2 separate regions of the Anas platyrhynchos genome follow, and region 1 is linked to region 2. Evidence: chromatin contacts called from public Hi-C data. All regions are on one chromosome and are shown on one strand. Each heading gives the region's core, a stretch centred on a gene start, on an enhancer-like site or on the middle of the called end of the contact. The rest is flanking DNA. Distances are from core to core; before and after follow the strand shown. Region 1 overlaps CACNB2 (calcium voltage-gated channel auxiliary subunit beta 2). Region 2 holds the start of CACNB2 (calcium voltage-gated channel auxiliary subunit beta 2).

Evidence for each region. A called contact is a pair of places that touch in the nucleus more often than the background predicts.
Region 1: a contact with region 2 is called in a Hi-C map of liver, with 6 times the contacts expected there. The contact joins the enhancer-like site here to the promoter of CACNB2 in region 2. A contact is called at or near these places in 3 of 8 Hi-C or Micro-C datasets (F5 follicle, liver and skeletal muscle).

What each region holds. Positions count from the first base shown.
Region 1 is chr2:138,911,897-138,915,644 of IASCAAS_PekinDuck_T2T, forward strand. The region is part of intron 2 of CACNB2 (calcium voltage-gated channel auxiliary subunit beta 2); the gene reads left to right. Among named protein-coding and RNA genes, the nearest start is that of CACNB2, 57 kb to the left of the region's middle. Within about 2 kb of position 2,190, at least 3 of the 8 cell types and tissues checked have an H3K27ac peak or open chromatin away from gene starts, as enhancers often do.
Region 2 is chr2:138,855,199-138,859,191 of IASCAAS_PekinDuck_T2T, forward strand. CACNB2 (calcium voltage-gated channel auxiliary subunit beta 2) reads left to right here and starts at 1,631. Exons shown (of 14, transcript XM_027450666.3): 1 at 1,631-1,953. The coding sequence starts at 1,858.

The DNA of each region.
Region 1 (3,748 bases), core at 940-3,439, 57 kb after region 2:
GATGCAGCCTTTTTTGGACACTAAAGAGCTCCAAGGTGCTTGGTTTGAGTTGGTTTGGGAGAGTCCAAATAAAATGGAGAGAAATATTTGAAAGTCTTAACAAACAAACAAACAAAAAAATGTTTCCATCTGAGTTGCCCAGGTTGCTTTCCATGAAGCTCCTCCAAACTTTGCTGCTGCATGTTGCTATTCCCCAAGTTCTGCCTCTTTTCTTTCTCCTACTTTTCAACCAGTTATCACTCTGAGTTCATCAGAGGTCACCGGCAGCAGGGTATCTTTCTTTCCCCATCTCTTTTTTCTTCACTCAAAACTTTCAGCCACCAGACGCTGTGGTAGGGTCCCTATGGACTGTGGGTCCTCTGCCAACCCCAGCTGAGCACGCTCAGCACAGTCATTATGACACCCTAAAGTAACGTGGGCATCCTTTTTGGATCTTGTGTCAGGTTGGAGAAGGCTTTAATGTTCTGAAGGATGCCAAAATTTTAATAATAAAGCAGGATTTATTTTTCTTATTAAAAAGTATTGTTATCCACTTAGCCTCTAGTTTCTAAGGATTTTTGTCTCAACATTGAGGCTCTTTGTGACTTGTTTTAATGATGGGTGTGTTTATCCCTCAATGTTTCCTACAGAATTTATAGTTTCTTTTTACTTGGCTACTTATTTAAGCAAATCTGTAAGAAATTAATTTTATTGACATTCTCTTCAGTCAACCACTACCAAAACTGGCAAATGAGCCCAGTACTTAATGATGGAAGGAGTCAGGTAGCCATGAATGGTGAAATATGTTTTATTTCTTTAGGACACTTGGCTACAAGTCTATTATTTTCTTATTTCTGTTTGATTAGAAACTTGACTTTTGTCAGCAAATAATAAAATAATCTTCATTATGTGCAGAAACTCCAGTGACTACTTTTACCTTACTAGATTGTTCTTTGTTTTAAGGAGAAGTGTGTTTTATACAAGCAGTGATATATATATATATATATATATATATATTAATTTAATATAATTTAATTTAATATATATATATTTAAAAAAAAAAAAGAAGTGTTTTCTGGTTTAGGAAGAAAGAAATATGCTGTTTTGCTGAGTAGTCTGAACCTCTTAAAAAATGTGTTTTATGCTGCATTTGAACTCCTCACATCCTTATGTTATGGTTTGCCGACCAGTATAAGAAAATTCTGCAGAAATACTCTAGACAGCTATTTTTTAAGAGTCCAGCAAGTTTTTTTAATCATTCAGGGAATACTTGAAGTAGGCTTTGGAAGATACTGTAACTACTGTAAAAGGAAAGTTTTGTTGGATTTTTATATTTGTATTTTATGTTTATTTTTTACATTGTAGCTTATGTTTACTTTTTTTCATAGCAGAGCAGTACATTCTTAAAAATTTCCAGTCATCTTAATAGCTAAAAAAGCTTGGCAAAATAATTGTAAAACATCATATAATTGTGGTTTTTTTTTTTTTTTTTTTTGTACATTTCTTCTTGAATTAGTAATAATGACAGTTTTAGAGACAAACATTTTTTTCAATAAAATTAAAGAGCTTATGTCCTTTCTTATTATTTATAATGCATAATTAGTAGAGAATTACTTTTCCATTGTTTTCTATACACTGTATGTTAAGTATTATAAGGAATGGAGATTGGCAATTGTTTCTTTAAGCAACAAGGCTACTGCAAGTTAAGTTTGGCTAAAACTTCTGTGGAATTTTACATATTTTGTGTTCATAGAATCAAAGAATGGTGCACATGGGAAGGCACCTTTGGAAATCATCAAGTCCAACCCACTGCTCAGAGCGAACTCAGCTACAGAAGGTGTCTCATAGCCATATCCAATTCGATTTTGTGTATCTGCAAGGACAGAGACTTGCACACCCTCTCTGGGTAACCTATGGCAGTACTTGATCACCATCACAATAAAATAATTTTCTTACATTTAATTTGGATTGCCTGTATTTCAATTTGTACCCATAGTTTCTTGTCCTGTCCATGGACACTACTAAGAAGAGTCTGGCTCCATCTTCTTTACTTCTTTTCTTCAGATACTTATAGACCCGGATCAGATCCTCTGAGCCTTCTCTTTTCCAGTCCAAACAGTCCTACCTCTCTCAGCCTCTCCTTGCATGTCAAATGCCCTTCTTCAATTTAATGGCTTTTGGCTAGACTCACTCTGGTGTGACTCAACCTCTCTTGATGTGTGTGTGTTTTTGTAGGAAAGAAGACTTGCAAGATTGTACCCTGTTGGAGATATGTGGTGAGCTACCTGAGAGAGTATCTGTCTCTTGTCTGCCCTAGAAACCGGACTTTCTAAATGTGCTTAGTAGGTGGTGTGTCTTTTGTTCCTCTGGGTCACCCTCCTGCAGTGCCCTCTGGAAACTGCAAGATGTGGTTAGAGAGCTGCAGCAGTTTAAGTTAAAATCTTTACAGTTTGAGCGAGGGTTAAGGTAGGATTCTGCCAATGTGGTTCTGTCTGTTTATTTTAACCTCTCCTGTGACACAGAAGCTCATAGATTTTATAGATACGTCACTGCAATCAGCAGTTTACTGACATGTTAAGTGACACAGATCTAGGAATGGGAGTGGATGCTACTGGGCAAAAATACATTCCACATCTACTGCGTGTAGCTGGTAACTTTCCAACTGGGCAGTGCAAATTGCTTTGGAATGACTCGTTCTCAGTCTGGTTTATTCTGTTCTCTTTCCTCCTTTCATCCTTCTGAGTGGGATGGTTTTTATTGACTTTCACTTAGGAAAAAAAAAAAAAACAACAACAAAAAACCACACACACAAAACAACTAAATAGTGTCAATACTCAGCATTAGCATTAGTATTAGTTTTTTTCCACTTTACTGTAAAGAATACAAGCAAAACTGCCAAGCACCTAATATCTGCAGTAGTTGGCTCCCCTTTGATGCTCGCACTCCCTCTTCTCTCGTCTCTTGGTGCGGTGATGCTGTAGCCCCAGTGACTATTAAAGACTTTGAGCTGGGTACAAGAAGAGGATGTGGTTTGCACTTGACATACTGCTGGTACACAAACACACAGTAAGCCCAGTAAGATTATCATTTTATGAGTGGGTAAATTGCTTAGTACTGTTGTTCACCGTACTCATGCCTTGGAGCTAGCCAAATTTGTCCTGGAAAAAAAAAATAAATTAATAAAATAAAAACACCCCAAAAAACTCAGGATCCTCTGGATCCTCAGGATACTGCTTGGGCACTTCTTGCTACTGGCCCATGAATTTATTGGAAATGAGAGTATATATTATAATATTGAGAACAGATATTTGGAAAGTGATTGTTTAGTAGATCTATGACGATTGAGGGACTAGAAATCTTTTCTTTCACATGTTCCTGAAAGTCAGATGGGGTTTGGTCTGCAGTATATTTGCAGTGAGTTTATGAACGTGAGTCAACAGACAGATTTGCAGAAATAAAGGAGAAAAAATAAGAATATCAAGAAAAGGTTAAAGAAAATGAAGAACTGCAAGAAAAGGTTAAAAAACTGTCTGTCTTTCTAAAATATTTGCTAGAATTTAACCATATGGAGGAAAAGCATGCTTATGTTTCTCCTCGAGAGACATAAGGGGTGTTATGTCCTCTACCATCAAAAGACAGCATTAAAAGAGAATCATCATGCCTGGTGTCAAGACACAAGACAGCATATGTGTTCATAGGTATTCTTTTCTAAACTTAAAATTTTTATTCAATATTTTCATTGTTTCCTAGTGCGGTAATTTCTCCATGT
Region 2 (3,993 bases), core at 381-2,880:
TTAGCAATCATAAACAGGAATATTGTGTTAGGTTTTTCTGTAAATCTTTGCTTATGCAATGCCCTTCTTTAATTATTGAGGTGGTCACAAAAAGTAACTCCATTAAAACAATCTAATTTGGAAGCGACAAAGAAATAATTACTGCAAGGCCTATGTTAGAAGATGAAATGTGCATTCTTCTCACCAAGAGTGTGAAGAGAAAACATCTTTTTGCTTATGGTCATCAAGAGAACGTCTGGAAGCAGCCTAGGCTCTAGCACCTTTATAGTTTCAAGATACATCAGCCTCTCTATTTAGCTATTTGAATGACATGTAAACACATCAGACATATTTTTCACTTATACTTAAGGTTCTGTTCTGCCATACACAACTTGGACAAAAGTACTTTTTGAAAATACTATGACAACTTTTCAAAACAAAACAAAACAAACACATGCACACACACACACACACAAAAAAAAAAAAAAACCTTTTTGGTTTGTGAAACTTTTTGGACAAGTGGAATTTCTGAAGCTTCTTCAGATCTCAGAGCTTTTCCATGTGGAGGGAAAGCCAATTCCCTCACAAAAAGTAGGTGGTTTCTGCAGTATATTTTCATATGAGAAAATCTGCAGGGCTAAGCTTAGAGAGGAAGTTTATTGCTGCTATGAAAAAAGAGATAACCCCACAGTGTTTCTTGAAGTTGAACTAGCTTTTGTGCTGTTTTTGGTTTGTTGGCTCTTTTTCCTGCACATGACTATTATGTTACTCTTAGTTATTGTGATTGTAAATATAAGGCGCCATAGGCCATAGGCCGTTCAAAGTTTATTTACTGATTGTTCATTGTTTTCAATGAACTGATAAGAGACTTCATGAATGCAAAGTGGTATCAGAAAGACCAGCTTCTCTCTTGTGCTGCCTGGAGCATCGCCTGGTCCAGTCCAAAGACAAGGAGGAGATGTAACAAGTCTTCCTCTACAAAACATGCTCTGCCTGTGGGTGTTGTGTTGTGTGCTGATGTGCTCAGACGCTGCATCTCTCCAGCCCAGTCGTCATCTCGGGTGTGCGTTTTTTTTTTCCTGGTTTTGAAGAGATCTTTCAACCACCTGCCACGAGGTACACGATAACTACATTGAAATTTCCCTACTGTAGGCAGCGGGCTCCATGCCACCTGCCACCTAGGAATTCCACCTCCCTTGTCGAGGTATGCGTGGAGATGTCCGAGGACGGGAAGAAGGAGTACCCTCGGGGCAGGGGACCAAGAGTTTCGGAGGAGCTCTGTGAGCAGCACAGCCCCAGCTGTGGCAGGGGGGCGAGAGCGCTGAGACGGGGGTCGGGGGAGGGCGGGCAACCGACCCCCAGCAACCCTGCGGGAAGGTGCTGCCGTCCCGGAGGCTCCATGAGCACCTCACCAACGGCTCGCCCACCACCTCGAGGGGAAACCACAGCGCCCGCATCCCTCTCCCCCCGCTTCACCCCCGGGGCCCAACTTCTCCGCCCGCCCCCGCGGCGCCCGGCGGGGAGGCAGGCGCCGCCCCGCTGCCGCCGCCCGGTAGGTGCCGGGAGGGAGATGTTCGCTGTCACTTTCCCTCTCCCCCACGCACCGCCCCCTGCCCTCCCTCCATCCCTCCCTCTCTCCCTCCCTCCCTTCCTCGCCCGCCGCCGGCGGTGCCCCGTCCCCCGGCGCCGCGCTGCGCGCTCCCCGCCGGCTGCAGGCAGGGCCGCGCCGCCGCCCGCTTCCCCCCCCAAAAAAGAAAAAAAAAAAAAAAGGGGAAAAAAAAAAATCCTACTCCGGGCATGGCCGGGCGCTGAGGGGCGCCCCCCCGGCTCGGCTCGGCTCTGCCCCGCCGAGGGGGCTCGGCAGGCAGCTCCACTCCAATGGTGCAGAGCGACATGTCCAAATCGCCCCCCAGCCCGGCGCAGGAGGTGCAGATGGAGCTGCTGGACAACCCCCCGCCCGCGGCGGCGGCGCAGGTAGGGCCGGGGGTGGCACGGCTCGGCCGGAGCCCCGGGGCTGCGGAGGCAGCGGGGAGAGCTCGGGGCGCTGCCGTCCAGGCAAGGGGGGTGACTGCCCGGGGGGGTACCGGAGCGCCCGGCCCTTCAACTTGCCCCCCCTCGCTGGCACAACAAAGTTTGACGGCTCTGCTCGGCCGCCCCCCTCCCCTAAAGGGCGCTTGGGTAAGGCGTCCGGCGGGATGCTCGGCGCCGCAGACCCAAGAAGCCTGCGCTTACCCGTTGGTTAGGTGCGTAGGGATGTGCTGCCGCTGGGGTGTTCGCGGTACACGTATAAATCACGGCTGGGGTTCCGCAGGGACCTGTTGTGCCTCTACCTGATGCTCGCCCCGCGCTGCTGCCCCGGCCCCATCGGGTACCCAGGCTGGGAACAGCCTCTGTGGTTGGGGGAAGGATCCCTGCTGCTGGCCCAGCACCACTGCCAGGGGGCCGGGGGTGCTGAGCACGCTGCAAATTTCAGCGGCTTGATTACCGTGCCGAAGGTGGTTGTACAGTCAGCTCGGAGATTTTAACAACTCAGGCCAAGCACACTGCCTTCAGGTGGAGGGGTATGGAGAAGGAGACAGGGAGGGGATGTCAGCGCGCCTGGTGAAGGCTCTATTTTGAAAGGTGGTTCCTGTTTAATATACAAACGTTGCATAATATCTTCGAGTTTGCAATAGTTGGCTACAAAGACTTTCGGTGCTATTTTTAAACCCAGTAAAAGGGTGGTAAAATCTGATTGCGTGCGTTTTAAATTACAAACATGCTTGTTCTCGTTTGGACGGAGTTTTTTCCCTTTTGGGGTGGCAGTTTTATTTGCTGCTGCCAAAGCTATCCCTGATGCTTTATTTTATTTGAAAAGGCAGTCCAGTGTCATCACAGGAGTGCTTGATTGCCACAGGAAAATGCTGTCAGTCTCAAAGGAATCACTGAGTGATCTTTAGGTACTGGGGATTGGTGACAGACGAACAAAATCCAAGCATTGAAACAGAGGCTAGATTAAGCTGAAAAAGTGTCTCTTTGGATGTGAATTTGACTGCAGTCTCCAAGCGCAGAACAGATATTGCAGTAGGGCCATATGCTTTGCCAGCTTCTCCAGAAGTGGTGGCAAGGGAACTAATTTCTGACCTACAAATAGCCCCCTTTTTATATCTTTTCAGCCCTAAGCACAGATTGGTGACTGTGAAATCATATGGTGCCTCGCTACTATGGATACGTGTCAAATACTGATCATAAAATTGGTTTTCACCCCTCCTTTTAACTAGGTATAAAGAACCTCTGTTTAGAGAGGAAGGATAGTTTGTGAACACCTACAGTATTTGTGTTTCAGATAAAGTACTTCTAATTTATAGAATTGGTTTCTGAACACTTACAGCCAAAAAGATCCACTTTTAAAGAGAGTGGTAATGCAGCTTTTTGGCTCAGTGGGTAATTTTCAGGTTTTGGAACCAAAGTCTATCAGGCAAAACAAGAATCACATCTTCTCCATATATACATATTCCAGTTGTACATAAACCTTTGGTGTGGAAGGAATAAGATTATGGAAACAAAAGAGCTTTTTGTCTGAATAATAACGTTCAGTTAATTCCTTAGCACGCACTGCACTGAGACAATTACTTTGATTTGGGTTTTTGCTCCATTAACGTGATTTCCAGAAAATCAATATGGTAAGATCTTGCTGCTTTAGAAAATGCTCACAGTGAGAAGGAGAAGCTTAATGACTGCATGTGAATCATTAAGTAGATTGCCTACAGGTCCTTCAGTTATGCCCACTGCTATCTTTTTCACTGAGGAACATGAGTATCAATCCTAGAAACATTTCATGCCAAGTAAGTAATGCATCTGGAAGAAAAAAAGCATGCAAGCTTACAGAGTGATATCACTCCTAAAAGTGTTCACTCCGAAGTACTACTTCTGGTAATTATGATTTAGCAAAATATAATTAAAGAGCCTTTGTATACTTGTAACAAGCCTCAAAAATTCTTTTATCTAGGAATTTTACTTTTGCGAAGTTGAGGA